2 separate regions of the Rattus norvegicus genome follow, and region 2 is linked to region 1. A link is a contact called in public Hi-C data. All regions are on one chromosome and are shown on one strand. Each heading gives the region's core, a stretch centred on a gene start, on an enhancer-like site or on the middle of the called end of the contact. The rest is flanking DNA. Distances are from core to core; before and after follow the strand shown.

Evidence for each region. Hi-C and Micro-C count contacts between places; a contact is called where the count stands out from the background.
Region 2: a contact with region 1 is called in a Hi-C map of psoas muscle, with 5 times the contacts expected there. The contact joins two enhancer-like sites. A contact is called at or near these places in 9 of 12 Hi-C or Micro-C datasets (the A7r5 cell line, the Rat2 cell line, Schwann cells and 6 more).

What each region holds. Positions count from the first base shown.
Region 1 is chr7:91,016,998-91,021,292 of GRCr8, reverse strand. No RefSeq gene overlaps it. Among named protein-coding and RNA genes, the nearest start is that of Zhx2, 97 kb to the left of the region's middle. Within about 2 kb of position 2,617, at least 6 of the 93 cell types and tissues checked have an H3K27ac peak or open chromatin away from gene starts, as enhancers often do.
Region 2 is chr7:91,442,030-91,446,100 of GRCr8, reverse strand. It overlaps LOC120093813 (a long non-coding RNA gene), which reads right to left. Exons shown (of 2, transcript XR_005487502.2): 2 at 3,428-4,071. Among named protein-coding and RNA genes, the nearest start is that of C7h8orf76, 15 kb to the left of the region's middle. Within about 2 kb of position 1,765, at least 17 of the 93 cell types and tissues checked have an H3K27ac peak or open chromatin away from gene starts, as enhancers often do.

The DNA.
Region 1 (4,295 bases), core at 1,368-3,867:
AATGTATGGCCATTGCCATGGCAAGAGATATGCAGGTCCCTGTCGCCTACAGGTGATGTCACTGCTGGAGACAAAAGCAGTTCCTGATACCCACACAATATATTTTTATAAAAAAATCAATTTGTATTTCAGGTTTATAAAACTTAAAGCTGAAAAGAAAATACAAATTCATTCTCCCCTCATTATGTTTCAAACAGAACTTCTCAAGTTCTCCAATAACTGGACTTTAGGTTTTAACATTTTACTTTGGAATTAACTAAAATAAAGGTTCAGTTTCTCAATGACACTAGACACTTTTGAGCACCACACAGGCAAGTTGTGGTGGGAACACAAGAGGAGACAACTGACCCAGCAATCAAGCACCATACCACCATACCTGGAGTGTGTATGTGTGTGTGGTATGTGTATGTGTATGTGTGTGGTGCGTGTGTGTGGTATGTGTATGTGTGTGGTGTGTGGTGCGTGTGTGTATGTGTGTGTGTGTGTGGTGTGTGTGTGGTGTGTATGTGTATATGTGTATGTGTGTGGTATGTGGTATGTATGTGTGTGTATATAATATATGTGTGTGGTGTGTGCGTATGTGTGTGTGTGTGGTGTGTATGTGTATATGTGTATGTGTGTGGTATGTGGTATGTATGTGTGTATATAATATATGTGTGTGGTGTGTGCGTATGTGTGTGTGTGTGGTGTGTATGTGTATATGTGTATGTGTGTGGTATGTGGTATGTATGTGTGTGTATATATATGTGTGTGTTGTGTGTATGTGTATGTGTGTGTTGTGTGTATGTGGTGTGTATGTGTACATGTGTATGTGTGGTGTGTGTGTGGTGTGTATGTGTGGGTGGCGTGTATATGTGTGTGTGTGTGTGGTGTATGTGTATATGTGTATGTGTGTGTGGTATGTGGTATGTATGTGTGTGTATATATATGTGTGTGGTATGTGTGTATGTGTATGTGTGTGTGGTGTGTGTGTGTGTGTGGTGTGTATGTGTGGGTGGTGGGTATATGTGTGTGTGTGTGGTGTGTGTGTGTGTGTGTTCTCTATGAGTGCGAATGGCATTTTTCATTCATTATTACCACGTCCAAATATACAACATCACTTACAAGGCTTTGGATGCTGAAGACTGGTGACACTCCTTGTTCAGGGTCCTTAGAGAATGCTACCTTAAAACTGCCAATGGGAGCAGCTGCTCCCCCTGATGTTATGGGGGTACCATTGCCACCTGGAGTGGGAAGCCTGTTTCTCTCTGGGACCCCCTTTGCTCTTCAGGAGGTTTTAGTGGGACAGAGACAGGATAATGGCTGAAGGCCTGGGAAGGACTGACTGCAAGACAGGACTTTGATGTGTAAAAGGGTGAGAGCAGAAAAGAATCTTAGTGAAGGGAAGATTATTTAATAATGTCTGTGATTGCCAAACTCAAACAAAAGTTACTTTTTCCTAGGCTTTATTTGCCAACATATATTCTGCAAGACTCTGCAATCATCACATTCAGAAATTTTTCCCACATGAAATTTTATATATATATATATATATAAACTTTTTCATTTTTTCAAATAGATAGCCATGTATTTGAAAATTACTTTCCAAATTCCTTCACTACTGTCTTCTAAAAGTGTTTATAAAGGAAAAGCAATAAAGTAAAAAAAAAAAATTCAAGCCGCACCAAAAAACCAAGTCCCAGTTCTTCCCTTGGGTACATTTTTCACTTGTTTAAAGCACTCGGCATCCACTGGGTGTTCAGTAAAGTTTTGCTGTTGCACATGGACATTAAAGCTTAAGCAAACCTAATCGCAGCAGACACACAGCTAAAGATGAAGCCCTGTGAGGGGCGGGGCCATTGGACCATGGGGGTGAGCAGTGTTGGCTTGGACATAGATTGCCTTAATGGTTATTTAATTTACTGCATGTAGTACTTACAAAGCTTCTCTGACTGTGTTACTCTGGAACCTTCTAGAAGCAAATGCTGGGTGCAGTCGGGCAAAGACAGATTGGCTTTCACAGAAGGGTTAATTATGGGCTGTAACAGACATGTCCCCCCAAAAGGAATGGGGTGTGATCTCTGTTTTGTCCTGTGCAGTCAGACTGAATGAACATGGGCCAATGAAATTCAACCAGTAATCAGGTTAGTGGGCTGAAATAAAGAAATGTGACCTTTATTTTCAAGGAAGTTTTCCTTTGGGGTGAGCGCACAGCCATGTGGGAGGCCACAGTAAGCCAGGCAGTTCACGTGCTTGTCCCCTTCAGGTCTGGAATGTGGATGTGATCTCTTTCTGGGAGTATGACGAGATCCTCCTGATAAATTCCACAAAGACACTGACTGGTCTTTGATGTCTTCGCAGAGCCTGGAGCAGATCCTGCCTCTGGCCTTCTGAGTCCATTGAGGAAAAGTAAATAATGCTTTGCACGAGCTGGGCTCTCGCTATGCAGTTGAACACAGGCCTAGCTCTAATCCAGGGCAACTGAATTCTTGGATTCAGTTGAGTGGGTCTCAAGTTTCTCTTCCCCTCCCCCTCCCTTCCCCCTCACTCCTCTCCCCCACCGTCAGAATCCTCTATGAAGAGAAAGACACGGTTCAGTGTCTGTCTGTCAGAACCGTATCTGCTGTTCAGGCTGACTCATCTAGTCTGGAGGAGGGGCTATCTTCATTTCTAATTGAGGCTGTGGAGTCCAGGGACGAGACCTGACTGACTTGTCTCAGAGGTACTTCCTGAACAGTCTTTCTCTCACCGTGGACCAAAGGTTTGGCCAGAGCTATGTAGCTGTCAAGCTCTAGAGAAAATGAGGGGCGTATTTCTAAAAGGGCAGAGGGAAACATAGCCAGAAGAGGCAGACAGGCGGATGAAAATATCAAACGGTTCCAGCGTGCACTGAAGGATCAGATGTGTGGAGAGTAGAGGCCAGGGAGGGACTGACTGCAGGGGGATTGCCAGCTCCTCTGAGAAGCCTTTCCCAGAGGCCTGCTTTGGCTCCTGACGTCCTTGTTCGTGTTCTCTGTAGCCGATGGCATGTATATTACCTAATCACAGCAGCTTTGAAGGTGAAAGTTCCTCTGGTTCATCCTGTTTCCTTCCTTCCGGTTGTGAACATGGACTTACTGTTTGGATGAAGAAATGAAGAAACGGGAGAAATACAGACATAGAGAAGGAAGGTCAGAGGTAATACCCTTGGTTTGCTTGGAACATTGAATGTGTAACGAAAAGCCCAGTGAACCCCCAAATGTTAGGTCTCGATGATGGCCAGACTTTGTTTTAGCCTGAGCTTCTGTGGTAGGAAGCAGAGAGCCGCTGGAAGTTATTGATCAGAGCTGCTGGCCTCCTGGAACTTGTTCCTCCGACCCTTGGCTACTTTGTCTCTATTTTCCATTCTGTTTTCTCCAAGGATCTTGGTTGGGCACTTCTTCGCCTTGGGTTCCTTTGGCCCACGTTCCCCATGTCTGCATCTTTCACCAACGTTTACATCTTTGCAAGTTGATTCTGAGCTCCTCAGTGCACAGGGTGAGGACTTATTGACCCTTGTGGTGTCAAGTGGGTGTGGGGCTGAGAGGCCACCGGAGCAGCTCTTGGCTGCCCTCTTCTGGGCTTTGATGGATACAGCGTCTTTACATCTTACCTCAATACTTATATTATATTATATTAACTTATATTATACTTAACTTATATTATACTTACCTATAATACTTATATTTCAATTCAGGTTTTTTTTCAATTAGAAATCAAACAGATTTGTATCTTGAGTACTTGTTACACTTTTTATTTCATCAGGTGGTATTTTGTATAGGATGGTCTGACTTCCCACAGATATAGTTTTCATTGAAGGAATCTAAGCATTACATAGATGTAAAAAATGCTTGTTTTATTTACTTGTTTGTCTCTTTCTTTTCTTCATTTGAATTGGATTAGCTTTAATCTGAGTTGGAAAGCTGTTGGAGAACTGTGTTTGAACTTTCTTACTATGTAATATATATATTTACAACTCCTTAATGGATCTCTCCAAAAAGCCGCAGCCTTGTGCCTTCATTGATGTACAGAAACTGTCAAGGGCATTTTTAGTATTTATGGATGAGTCTATGCAATGTCCAAATAGTGATCTCGATACCAGGCAATTGCTATTTCCAGGGAACTCCGGACTGTCACATGGATCAGAAATTTCCCTGATGTCAACAAATGATGGGCACACATCTTCGCTGGGCACTTGACTGGAGTCCTGGCTTTACTAGAGGTGACAGAATTACTTGCTTCTGCCTGAGTTGTTCTCTGCATGCCAGCAGCTAACTGCCTTTGCATCTTGGTGAGCA
Region 2 (4,071 bases), core at 516-3,015, 430 kb before region 1:
GGGGAGGGGGGAGGGGGATGTTTGCCCGGAAACCGGGAAAGGGAATAACACTCGAAATGTAAATAAGAAATACTCAAGTTAATAAAAAAAGAAAAAAAACAGAAGGGTTTATTTTGCCTCACAGTTTGCGAGCACAGTCCATCGTGATGGGAGACGTGGTAACTGGGGTTGGGGCAGCTGGTTATGTTGCACCTCAGTCAGGAAGCAGAGGGAGATGAACGTGTGCTTAGCTCATTCCTTTCTGCTGGCTCTGACCTCAGGTCATGGGATGGTGCAGGAACGTTGAACTCGAGTTTCAGTTACACCTCTCTTGAAAAGCTCCTCAGTTACACCCAGGAATTTGTCTCCTAGCCTAGGTGGGTTCCAGATCCTGTTACCTTGGCAATGCCAATAAGCTGTAATAGACCTTTTGTTCTTGGTGATGTCCTCATTTCAGCCCTTCCCCATGGCTGCCCTTCCTCTAAAGGGTCAGTCCCTGGAAAAGGCTACTTGAGGTACGGAGGGCCTGTAACTCAGAAGCCAGTTCCTGCAGAACCAAGCCACCAGTGTCTCAGATGTCTCCAACCCCCGTGCAGCATGAACTTTATAAAAGATGAGCTTTGCTCTGGAGAAGCCGCGGGTCATACATACACCGCTAGCAAATGAATACAAGCTAGTGTTTACAGAGAGACGGTTTTAAACAGGAACCTTCTCGAAAGACGTAATCTCAGAAAGTAGTTTATTTGCACCCAGCTTTCCAGGGCTTTGGGGCCTGATAGGAAAGCAAACGAACTAGCAAAGAAGCAAAGAGGGAACGCAAAACCCCATGAGGCTCTGCTGCTGCGGGGTTGCACACTCATTAAATCAGGGGCAGCCTCGTGTGCATGTGACTGCTTTCTCTTTCCCTGATTCCATCTTCTGGCTGAATCAGACGTAGGTGTTTCAGACCCAACAAATCTAATGGGACTGCCCTGAGTGGGCCAAATGACAGGCCAGTGAATGGCAGCTCAATTCAATCTTCCCCAATTGCCAGCACTTGGAAAATTGCAGGAGTTGGGGGGCAGGGCTGGAGGGGAGAACGGGGGAATTGGAGGGCGGAGGAGGGTAGAAGATACTGTTTTTTCCTTATTCTTTCTTCCTCGTAGGATGGGTGGCCTCATCCCCTGAGGCTATGGTATGGTATTGGTGCTGCCTTCCATTTGAAAGAGCAGACCAGACTCTTTCCCAGGCCCATGTCCACTGGCAGGGTCTTCCTGCCTAATCTGTCGATGGCTTCTCACTTTTTTTGTTTTTTTTTTTTTTGTTTTTTTTTTGTTTTTTTGTTTTTTTTTGGTTCTTTTTTTCGGAGCTGGGGATCGAACCCAGGGCCTTGCGCTTCCTAGGCAAGCGCTCTACCACTGAGCTAAATCCCCAACCGGCTTCTCACTTTTATACCTCAACACCTGTGTTTCCTCAGCCCCAGCTCTGTCTCCCTGCCCTTCTTCCTCAAGCTAAGAAAGTTCAGGGAACATGAGCACAGCAGTTCTGGGATCTTGGTGCCAACATACCAGTTCTTTGAGTCAGGAATATGTTGCTGACTCCTGGAGATTGACACATGCTTCAGGTCCTGTACAGCAGCAGTTAAACCTGACCTCCCAGGCCCAGACCTGCAGACTTACCCATTGCAGAATGTGGAAGGAACATTCGGGAAGGAGATGATTTCCTACATGTGTCTGTATACGGTGACAATGGAGACTCCCAGAATGGTACTCTTGGCTCTCTGCCTCTTGGCAGAAGTGTCCCTGACCCAGATGAGGAAGAGATGATTCATATTTAGAACAGCCCTGGGTCTTTCCTTTAACTTCAGGGCCACTGCATATTTGAGGTTAGCTGCCAGAAGTAACCCTTCCACTGCTGGTGGAGATAATTTTTTATTTTGTTTTGGATAGTGCTTTGCTATAAGGCCTAAGCTGGCTTGTAACTTGGTGTACAACCCAGGCTGGTTAGCTTGATCTTTCTGCCATAGCTTCTCTAGAACTGGGATCATATCATATCATATATATCATATCATTTCATATTACAGGCAGGTGCCACCATGCAGAGTGAGACACAGTTCAGATCAGGAAATGCTGTGTTCAGAGACCTGGCTGAGGTGACTCAACTCTCAGATTTCCCTGTGCCGGGCTGGAAAAAGGGAGGGGACTCGTATCAGTCCAGGTTCTGGGCAGTGGGGATGGGAGGGAGCCAAGGGGCAAAGGTAGGAAAAGCACCTTGGGGTGGGTAAGCCTCTGGCACCAGAACCTCCACAAAAGGCCTGCTCGTTAGGGACTAAGTTGGGGACTGAGTCTACCCTACATTCCCATAGTAGGGCCTGACCCCTCATACCTTAGAGTGTGTCTAGAAGCAAGACCTTTAAATTCACAGTATCAAAATCTGTATTACTCAAGATTCTTCACAGAAATGGAACCAAGAAGAGAGAAGGGGAAGAGAAGGAGATGGGAAGGAAGAGACAAATAAGGAGTAGCTGATGAAAACACTGGATCATGTGAAAATGCAGGCTGGCAAGTCCCAAGAGCTTCAGGGTGCTTCTCCAAGAGCAGCGGCGGCGGCGTACTTCCTGGATGTTGGCCACAGGCTCAAGGCCAGAGAACCATTTTAAGTCAGGTTAAAAAAAAATAGTGCTTTAGGTTGAAGGCCACCAGACCAGAGGAATTCTTTCCTGACCGTGGAAGGGAGGATCTTTTTACTGCATTTGGCTTCAGCTGACTAGACGGAGCCACCCACACTAAGAGGGGAAGTCTGGTTTCCCAAGTCCAGCAGCTGATCCCACCCAGAGACCCAGAATGATGTCTTCCCAGTTATCTGGGCAACCCACAGTCTAGTCATGTCAACACATAAAAGAAACCATTTAAGCTCGCCCCGTATCTCACTCCCACCTCAACTCCCTAAACTCCCACTCCAATCTCCACTTCCACTAGAATACAAGGGCGTCCAGGGACGTGCGTGCCGGAGTCATCTTGTGGGTTTTTTTTTCTTTTTTCTTTTTTCTTTTTTTTTTTTTTTTGTAGTTGTGAATGACAAAACTCCTATAAAAAAAAAAACTTTAAGGGAGAAAGACGGTGTTTTGGATTTTAGAGGTGACAGTGAACAGTGAGCTGGCAGTGTATGAGGTGACAGTGAACAGTGAGCTGGCAGTGTATGAGGTAAAAAACATCAAACATCACAATAGAAAGATATGGTAGAACAGCAGTCAGGATGGGGGTGGGGGGAGGGAAAGGAAGAGAGGGAGGGAAAGGGGGGAGGGAAAGGAAGAGGGGGAGGGAAAGGGGGAGAGAGGGAGAGGGAAGGGGGGGAGAGAGAGAGAGAGAGAGAGAGAGAGAGAGAGAGAGAGAGAGAGAAAGGCTCCTTCAAAGACACACCCCTATGTTAATTACTCTGCTGTGGCTGTAATTAGACACCGTGACCAAGATAACTTATAAAAGAAAGTTTATTTGGGGCTTATGGCTCCAAAGGGCAGAAAGAAAGGAGCAGCAGCCACGGTAACTGAAACAGAAGCTAAGGGCTCACATCTTAATCTGCAAGTGGACAGAAAGCAGAGAGCATGCTGGGAACGACCCAGGGCTCTCCTGGTGCCATACTTCCTTCAGTGAAGTCAATCACTGGTTGATCATGGCCCTCAGGGAACCAACCGTGGGAGGAAAAGCCCTCTCAGAGATACCCAGAGATGTGCTTTACCAGTCTCCTCTGCACCTTTCAGTCACCGCAGGTGCAGGGTAGGGGCCTTCTGTGAGCAAAGAAGAGAGACCACCAGAGCAATGGTGGTAGCTTGATCTGTGACTCAGAACTGTAAGAATAGAAATTGCTCTCTGCTGAGGCACCTGGTGCATAGTATTTGTGGCACAGTGGCACAGTGGTTCTAGGCCTGGCCTGTCCCCTGAGAGGACATGCTGAGGCACCTGGTGCATAGTATTTGTGGCACAGTGGTTCTAGGCCTGGCCTGTCCCCTGAGAGGACATACTCACACCCTCTTTGGTCTTCACCTGCCCTTTTGGCTCGGAGTGTAGCATCTCCCTTGGCCCCAAAGTTTGCTCAGCTTCTTTCTCTGCACTCCTG